Regions from separate parts of the Mus musculus genome. Here region 1 is linked to region 2. Evidence: chromatin contacts called from public ChIA-PET data. All regions are on one chromosome and are shown on one strand. The core of a region is the stretch at or near the end of the contact, and the rest is flanking DNA. Distances in the headings are between cores, read along the strand shown.

What was found. ChIA-PET counts read pairs in DNA pulled down with a chosen protein or histone mark.
Region 1: a contact with region 2 is called in an RNA polymerase II ChIA-PET map of memory CD8 T cells, with 14 read pairs. The contact joins two enhancer-like sites. A contact is called at or near these places in 3 of 39 promoter capture datasets (frontonasal cranial neural crest, liver and stem cell-derived epiblast-like cells), 1 of 484 Hi-C or Micro-C datasets (CD4 T cells) and 1 of 115 datasets of contacts at active chromatin or transcription factors (memory CD8 T cells).

What each region holds. Positions count from the first base shown.
Region 1 is chr9:42,424,854-42,429,524 of GRCm38.p6, forward strand. The region is part of intron 7 of Tbcel (tubulin folding cofactor E-like); the gene reads right to left. Among named protein-coding and RNA genes, the nearest start is that of Tecta, 27 kb to the left of the region's middle. Within about 2 kb of position 3,343, at least 81 of the 459 cell types and tissues checked have an H3K27ac peak or open chromatin away from gene starts, as enhancers often do. A contact at or near this core is called in memory CD8 T cells, where this site is marked.
Region 2 is chr9:42,029,823-42,034,623 of GRCm38.p6, forward strand. Sorl1 (sortilin-related receptor, LDLR class A repeats-containing) reads right to left here. Exons shown (of 48, transcript NM_011436.4): 19 at 3,743-3,834; 20 at 1,847-2,093; 21 at 1,057-1,195. It overlaps Gm16214 (predicted gene 16214), which reads left to right. Exons shown (of 5, transcript NR_165259.1): 3 at 1,495-1,939; 4 at 3,524-4,244. Among named protein-coding and RNA genes, the nearest start is that of Gm16214, 9.6 kb to the left of the region's middle. Within about 2 kb of position 2,824, at least 41 of the 459 cell types and tissues checked have an H3K27ac peak or open chromatin away from gene starts, as enhancers often do. A contact at or near this core is called in memory CD8 T cells, where this site is marked.

The DNA of each region.
Region 1 (4,671 bases), core at 2,093-4,592, 400 kb after region 2:
TCACAATCTAGTTACAGCAGGGTTTGTGAAACTTACAGTTCTAAAGCCCACGTGGGACAGAAACAGCCCTACAATAACTAAGATAATTTTAACACAATGGTGGGGAAGAGGCTTACCCTGGCTGCGAACTAAGACAGCATAACTTCGTGATCACGTAATGGTATAAGAATGGACAAATATGCCTACATATACCAATGGACCAGATTAGGCCCCTGAAATAGAGCCACCAATAAAAAGCAAGACACAGGACAGAGACAGCATTACAGACCACGGAATCCATGCCAGGTTGGCAGGGAAGGGGAGGCCTCAAATGCTGTGTGAAATCACACAGACAGCAATTCCACCCAGTGAAAGCCATGGTGCACAAACAAACCACAGTACACATGCAAACCATAGCACACATACAAAACCCAGGAGAGTGTCTTAAGTGACCATCAGATAGGAGAAAATGTCCCCTTTAACGTGATCAGAGTAAGTAGCAGCTGTGGCCGCGCGCATAAGACCAGCACATACTGAAGCCAGCCAAACTACATCAAGGATGGGAGAAGGGCTCACAAAGTGATCAGAGAAGGGAGTATCAGTTGGTCAGGGATGTAGTCCTCTACCGCTCCAGTAGGTTTCCATGTCCCAGCGGATCACCCTACACTCATGCACACATGACCAGCACCAACTAGAGTTCATAGTAAAAATCAAAACAAAAAAAGAATTCAGAGGCTGGGAGGGAGATATGGTGGGGAAAACACACACACACACACACACACACACACACACACACACACACACACACACACATATCTTTTGAGACAGGGTTTCTCTGTGTAACAGCCCTGACTGTCCTGGAACTTGATCTGTAGACCAGGCTGGCCTAACTCAGAGACCCACCTGCCTCTATCTTCAGAGTGCTGAGATCAAAGGTGTATGCCACCACTCCTGGGTATAAAGTAAATTTTAAAGAGTAAGCCATAGTGTAAAAGATTGGCATTCAAGTTTAATACTGTTTCCAACAAAACAGAAACTGAAAAGACCATGGGAAGATATGTCATTGACACAGAAGTGTAAGCCCTACTTTCTATGTTGTTGTTGATTTTAAAGAGATACCAAAGATTTATGTACACCAGGTTTCTGACCTGAGGAGCTGGAGCAATGGCACAACAGTTATGTATACTTACGAGCTTTGCAGAGGATGTGAGTGCAAACCTGCCAAAACTCCAGCTCCAGGGGGATCGGACCAACTCTCTGGCCTCTGCGGGCACCTGCACTTGGGTGTGCACGCACACATACCTGCACTTGGGTGTGCATGCACACATACCTGCACTTGGGTGTGCACGCACACATACCTGCACTTGGGTGTGCATGCACACATACCTGCACTTGGGTGTGCATGCACACATACCTGCACTTGGGTGTGCACGCACACACACAGTTACAAAATAAAACACATCTTTAAAGGTATTCTTGCTCTGGTGACCTCCTAGAGTGAGAAAGAGGATAAGCGGTAAGGCTTAAGCACCCCATTTTTCCTGAAATAGTCTTTCTTTTTAATTAAAATAAAATAATGTGAAAAATAAACTCATTAGCTATAAATACAGGAAAATAGTATCTTATTATTCTTATTAATTTTTTTCATTTTTAAAAATTAAACAAACAAGACAACAACAACAAAAAGGCAAAGCTGGCTACTTGTTCTGGCCAAGGCTAAAGTTCAGAGAAGAAAGACAGTGTCTCCAAGACCAGAAGCACTTGGGGGGCCTCACTGTGCCTCTTCTTTGAAATCCTCCTCTGTATCTGCTTTAGAGATTAGGAAGGCAGCTACCTCCTGCTGGGCCGAGGCTGAGAAAGAGGCAAGAAGTCAGAAGCAAGGCCTGGGTGACTGGCATGACAAAGCCTGCAGGTCACAGGGAAAGCTAACATTTCAGAGGGTCTCCGAGGAGCTGGGAGGAGAAAGCCCCTTTTGTCTCCCATCAGACTCCCAGATGAATGTGAGCAGTGCTGTGTCACCACCCTGACAGAGGATGATGGAGCTTGGCAATGCCGAGAACCCCAGGAGACCTGTGTCCAGGCGAAGAATGCTCTTCACAACAGCAGGTCCTCTGTGTGGAAGGAATATGAGGGAAGGGACACAGTGCGCTAGGATTCCTCCAGTGTTGGAGACAAAACGGGCCTTCATTGGGGTGGTGTCCAAATACAGCCTGCTGCCCTGCCTCACAATCACAGGAGATACAATCAACTCAGCTAAGAAGAGCCATGAGTCTCTAGCAGGAAAAGCCACTCTCCATACTTCACAAAGCATGCCGTTGGTGACACTAAGCAAGCACTCGAGGAACTGGGCGCCTAATCCTTGACATTCTAAAGAAGCTGTCCCAAGAGCTCAAGCATCCCTCAGGACACAGCTTTGGGGAGAGTGAAAGCAAAGCAAAGCTTAAGGAAGCTTTACCCCTGGTCTCTGACAGCAGCACTCCTCTGTCCACTGGTCCATCGGCACTGTCCTCTGGAACCATGGCTCTTATAACTCGTTTGATAAAGTTTGAAATTTTAAGGTCTCAAGAAAGGGACACCTCAAATCAGCTAGGTCACTCACTGCGCTCAAAATCAAGAAGCCACTGAACCCCCAAAGATACAATCAGGTTGAGATCCTAGAGGAACTTGCTTCCTTTTGTTTTTTCTCTCTTTAAAATTAAACAGGACTACATATTAGCTCAGCGCTAAAGAAGCAATTTACATCCAATCTCTCAGAGGAGATGGAGAGAGAAAGCAAAGGCAAGATGAAGGGAAACTCATAAACAGAAGCAGTGTGATTGGCATCAGTTAAGGGCAAAGCAGTAATGACACATGTGCTGGGCTTTAAGTGTGGAGGCTCCCGCCATCCTGAAAGATGGTTGCGTTGCCCTAGAGGGATCGTGACTGTAAATACTCAAAAACAAGCAGAAATGCGCAATGTGTTTCCCCAGGACTAAATTCTATAATTTAGCCCAAAGCAGGCATCCTCTTTCAGTGTCTAGAGTCAGCCTTGTTTCCTATAGTCTCAATGAGCAATTTGCTCTCCAGGTCTCTCTCAGGCCCTCCTTATAACCAGAACCCAAGCCCACCCTTTGAAATCCCCACAGCCCCCCATCAAACTTCCAGCAATTTCCTACCACAGTAAGAAAGAACAGCAAGTGCCACAGCCATGCTGTCTCCTCTCTTACCTCCACTACTTCCATTCAGAATAACCCCCTCACCTTGACCAGGCTAGCACAAATGCTTTCTAGGATAGGGCGGCCCTTTGCCTGACCTAACCGGCTTCCTCATGAGCACAGTCATATACTGAGCAGTGCTACACTGCCAGGCAACGTCTGGATCCTGGGGAGGAAGGAAGGCCCCGAACAGGAAACACTGCTGTTCCACCCAGCAGACAGTACCAAGTGTGGGAGGCGTGAAGACACTGACATACAAATGGACAGACAACACAATACAAATCAAGTCCAGTAATAGACAAGTGAGATCAAAGTGGGCTAAGGGAATAATAGGAGCCAAGGTATGCCATCTTAGCTAGGGGGTGCTGATGAAGAACCTCAAATAAGGTGAGAGCAAGAGAGAAAGCCACACAGGCAGCCTGCTTGGTGCAGTCCAAACTGCGAGAGAGCGCCAGAGCCTGAGGTGACAGAGAGCCAGCTGGTCACCAGCAAGCAGGTTCCTGCTTCTGTTGTTTGAAATATATAAACCTGACTTTGTGTTGGCTGCTGTAACATTAACAGAACAGGCAAGACAGTGTGAAGATTGGGACTTGAGAACGCAGCAGACGGAAGTTTGAAGCCATCTATGGAGTCTGTGAAAATCTAACTTCAAAAGAAAAAGAACCCAGATGGTCTCCACAGAGAACAGGGAGAAATAAACCCTGAGTGACTCCATCATTCTCAGAGCAGGAATGGAAGGGGCGAGGAGGGGGGAGGGGTGAGTGTGGAGGAAGACTGTGTGTGTGGAGAGGACGTCTGATCTCAGACACAGTTTCATCATCCAGGCGAGGTGTCAAGCTGACAACTGGAAACACCAGGTCAGGGTAATCCATCCCTGACCTGACCCTCAGTTACAGTCATTATTACATCTACTGTTTATTTATCATTACAATCACTGATTACAGCTACCCCACACAGGTGGCATCTAGAGCCATAGGAATGGCTATAAGTAAGAACTGGACAGGTGCAGGAAGAGGGGTGCAAGGAAGAAAGGCCTGGGAACTTAGTCTCTGGAAGTCAAGAGGTCAGGACCCAGCGAAGGAAAGGGTCTCCAGCTTAGCTCCAAAGCAAGCCTCTCACACACCGCAGTTTATCCCTGCACCCCCAGTTTCTAGTCCAGTGCAGTTTATCCCTGTACCCCCAGTTTCTAGTCCAGTGCCGTTTGGTTTATAGCAAGTTCTCAGTTAATAAGTTAAAATGTCCCCTGGACCCCAGCTAGGATCTAGAGTCAGTTCCTCGAAGTTCTCCTGGTGAAGCAGGAGAATCCCGTAACTGAAACATGATCCACCAGGAGAGGACATCTTTCCAGCCACCTGCAGCACACACTCGACTTACTATGAAACAGGACACCACTGCTCCAAGAGCCACTGGGAGACAAGGCACAGAGGAAGCCTATTGACCAGCAGAGCCAACTCAGGGATGCTCAAAGGCCAAGAGACAGAGAACAGAGGCTTTTCTT
Region 2 (4,801 bases), core at 1,574-4,073:
TGGGCTTAAAGGGACTATTCTTCCCAGCCAAGCCTTGTCTTTCTCTGGGAGTCTCCTTCAAGAGAAGCAAACAAGCAGCCAAGGAAAAAAAGGAAGCCTCCCAGAACCGCAATCTCAGCTTGCAGGACAGGCTGGTGGTAGGTCCCAGAATCCTGAGCTCATAGTTTTAGACGAAGACTAAGGCAGGAGTGATGGTGCACACCTGAAGGCCTGGTGCTAAGTGAGCTGAGGCAGGAAGACTGAGAGTTCTAGGACAACCGAGGTAACACCACAAAACTCTGTCTCAAAAAGAAACGACAGAAACAATCAGAAACTCTGTCTCAAAAAGAAACGACAGAAACAATCAGACATGATGGCTCACACCTGTAATTCCAGCACTTGGAAGGCTGAGGCAGGGGGGGTGGGGGGCTGGCCTGGGCTCCACAGTGAGTTTCAGGCTAGTCTGAGCTGCAAGGTGAGAATTCCTTTCTACATAAAAATAAACTCTGCTCATCCCTTCTTTCCACGAAGAAAAACTAGACACCTACTAAGTGCTAGGCACTGGTAAAACATTGAGAAGAGAAAACAAGACATTCATTTCCTGAGGTTCACACATTCAGCGTGGATCATGAATGAAAAAAGCCTGCACACAGTGTGGCCACAGAAGTAGGTATGTTCAATGGACACCGAAGCAGCTGGGCAAGCAAGCATCTGAGAACCCAGCATGCGCCATTCCTTGTGAACGTGCCAAAGATTAAGCACATTATGGTCCTCTCTTTGCGGCTGGACCCAAAAGCCCATCCCACCCATCACTGAGGAGCCAAGGGCAGGAAGACTGGTAATCACTCACTAAGCACCCGCACTCCAGGCAGGCAGGACTCCCTGTCTTCCAGCTGTTTGTGTATCATTAGAAAAGAAATTAAGATGCCATTAGGAAGAAATTAAATAATGTGCATGTTGTTGTGACAACAGAGAGGCACACTGCCAGATCCTGCTCTGAGCGGGGATTGCCCATTTGCAGCCCCTTTCTAGAGACCAAGTCTGGGGAGAGAGAGAGAGAAGGGGACACGGCCTTACCAGCATTCTTTCCCTTGTAGAAAACCTTCATGTCCATGAGGCCCGTGAGCTGGCTTGCTAGAATCTCCACCTGGGATCTGCTGTGCTTCGAAGCTCTGAAGATGCTGAGCTGTGACCAGTCATCCCAGTAGATCTCATTCTAAAGAGAAATGTTTAATCTAGTTCAATGGTCCTGCTTTCGGGACACTTCATGAAGACAAGGGGCACTCCATCCCACCACTACGCAGGGACAACAGATAATTACTGAATAACAGGCCGAGTCAAAGTTTCACTTAAGTGCAAATGTCAGTGGTTTTATTGAAACCTCACCAACGGCCCTCAGGAAGAAATGACCTAGAAAAGGCTATCTAGTACTCATTTAGTTGGACCATGGTGTGTGTGGGGGATGGGGGGGAGAGGGAGGGTGACTTAGTTTTGAAATATGTTTCTCCATTCTAGGTAGATGCATTTGCTCCCTAGGGTGAGAACGACTGGAAGGTTATATAGATGGCACACAGCATCAGTCAGCAGGGAGAGAAGCAAGGGATGAAGATGCGAAACTGAAACAAGGCCACAGGCCCTGAAAAGGAAAGAGATTCACTCAGAGGAGGAGACCTCAACCTCCAACCTTTTGAAACGTAAGCAGTGGTAGAAGCCTACATCTCTCCATGAAGGATGCAAACAAGTCTGTGCAGATTTGAAGGCACGGCGTTTTTAAGGCCTCTGGCCAACTGCAACAGCCCAACAGGCCTCAGCTCTCCGCCTAGCCACGTGCTTCCCCGTCTCTGGCAGACTGCGCGTGAGGACTCGCCTTAAAGACAGCGATGGCATAGGGGTGTGGGAGGCTGTCAAGGATGACTGAACGCTGCTGGCCACTGAAAGTGATGCGCTCGATACAGTCCAGGTAAGCATCCGTCCAGTAGATCCACTGGCTGTCCACAGAGATGCCATTGGGCCACTTCACGTCCTCTGACACAAGGCGGTAGGCAGCAGAGCCGTCCATGTAGCTCCGGTAAATCCCAGGCTTCAGGTCCCCCCAGTCAGTCCAGAACATCACCCTGGTCAATACAGGGACCACACAATCTCATCAGAACGACACAGGCCAGCCTTGATTCTACGTCTCAGAGGTAAGTAACCTCTCAAAGCCATCATTATCACTACTGCCTGTCTATATTTGACATGCAGTCACTCATTATTACTACCATCTATATTTGAGATTCATTCAGAAATGTAGTTGAACTTGACTCAAAAATTCACCTACTGAAGTCTGCCTATAATCACATTATTCCAATACTATACAAAGAGATCCACATATATGCATGCTAATCTAAATGCTAATTGGCAGAGGAAGTGATATGTAGTATTATACAATAGAATATACCTACTGCAATGCCCCCAGAATATTGTATCCAAAATAGTTTGAAATCTATCTATTGTATGTGCTACTTAGTTTTTGACAATGACACAAACTAGAGTCACCTCAGAAGGAGAAACTTCAATTAAGGAACTGCCTTTATCAGACTGGCCTGGAGAAAATCTGTGGGCCAGTTGTTGTTGTTGTTGTTGTTGTTGTTGTTGTTGTTGTTGTTGTTGTTGGATTCATGATTGATACAGGAGGGTCCAAACCTCTGTGGGCAGTACCACCCTGGGCAGGAAGCCGGCTGAGCAAGCCACTGGGAGCAATCCAGTAAGTGTGGTCTCTGTTTCAGTTCTTACCTCAGACTGCCTCAGGGAGGGAGTATAACCTGCGAGCAAAATAAACTCCTTCCTGCCACCTCGGTTTTCATCCATGTTCTTACCGAAGCAACTAAACCGCTGTGTGTGCTCTGATAAGCCGCTGTCACTCAATGTGCATGTCCGCTGACTGGCAGGAAATCACAAACAGACTGATTCTATCTGACAAGTCGTGTGTGTCACTAAGGGGCGCTGTATTTAATGATCATGATTGAACACCAGTAAAAAGACTCTGAATAATGCAAGCAAAAAATTAATTGTGGCTATTATGCATGAGTAATGCTGACTATTACGTAACAGTGATGTGATTGCATCCCGAGGATGTAGGAGGATGAAGGGTGACGAATGAGAACAGGGCAGACTTAAGCATCCTTTCAAGGTCTTCTCTTTTAATATCTGCAACCAAGCCCATAGATTTCTTTTAGAGTGTCCTTTTAAGAATAGTGTTAATTCTCAATCATAAATACACACAGAAAGAAAAGCTAGCACAGCATTTCCTTCTTAGTAATTTTTGCTGTGATGAAGGAGTTAGTGAAAAGCAGTCGTGCGTACCCCAAGTGCACAGTAATTTTAAGTAAGAAAACTTGCACACGCTGGGAGTTCTGTGTGTGAGAGTGACTGGTCGAATTAAATGTTTGTGAGATTCACGGAACTCGAGATTAAAAAAAAAAAAAATCCTTACAATTTATCAGTGGCCTGACTGGTTTACAAAGACTCTCTTTCATGTTACCTTTTCTATTGAAACACCCCACAGATGTGAGACATCTGGAGACCATAAGAGAGTCGGATGCTTTCTAATGAAACACACAGAGTTATCGGACCACGACAAGCAAGCTATGGCTTCAAGAGCCTCAGTCAACAGGTTATCTCCCCCATGATCACCAGAAGCAGAAACCTGGCCTCACATTTTCACTTTCATGAGCATCTCTTACAGCAGTGGGCGTGACGCTGACTCCCCGTAAGGAACACTTACCCTTCTTGGGGTACAAGGACTAAAGCCCTGGGTCGATCAAGCACAGAGGAATTGACGATTGTCAGTCGGAAGTCACCATCTGGATTAGCTACCTGACAAAACAAAGGGGGTGGGGGAAGGAGAGAGATCTAAATTCCTTACAAAGCCCACAAAACCAAAGCCCTCCAGGGGCCCTGCCTCTGGCACACTCTCCACACCTGCCCTCTACTCCCGGGTCTCATTCTAGAACCACTGGGGAGCCCGCCTTGATTCCCAATCAGAAGGCACTCATCGTGTCCCTGGCTGAGATAATTCCCACGTGGGCCGAAGGAGCAGCTAGAGCTGTGTGCTCTCTGACGCCAACCCCGGAGCATGACAACTTGCGCAAAGGTGACTGTTGTGGTCCCTTGGAGTCCAAGAACGCTTCAGTGCTTGCATACAACCCTCACACAGCTTCCTGCCTGTTCTAAGCCACCCCTAGATCACCTGTAATTCCCACGACAGTGCTGGTGCTAAGTAGTAGGTGAGTTGCTCAGGAATGGAACAACAGGAAAAGATGTCTGCACACTCAGTACTGTCTTGGTTTTGTTTTGTTTTGTTTTTTACTATTTTCGATTCGTGGATATGAAACCACAGATTTGGAGGGCTGACAGAACGACTCTATATGCCAACCACTTCTGCCAGGGTCCTGAGAGGATTCCCCTCCGGCATCAGGCTCAACTCGGGAGTCCCCAGAAGCTTCCCCACTCTCTTCCCTCTCCACGTTATCCACTCCCCAAGCACACGATCGATCGAGAGACTTGCTTCCTGTTCTTAGCAGAAGGACAGGTTTCTTTGTCTCCTTTCCACTGAGCTGCTTCCTTTGTGTGGTTTCTGTTTGCTTTAAGACAAGATCTCTGTGTATCTCCAGCTGGTCTTTTAACTTACTATGTAGCCCAGGCTGCCCTCAAAATCTTGATCCTCCTGCCTCAGCTAAGTGCTGGGATTGCAGGAATACACCACCATACCTGGCTCCTTTAAACTAAAAGCTAATCAGAAAGAGAATGCGTGTGTCCTTTCCTTGCTCACTGTGTCATTAAA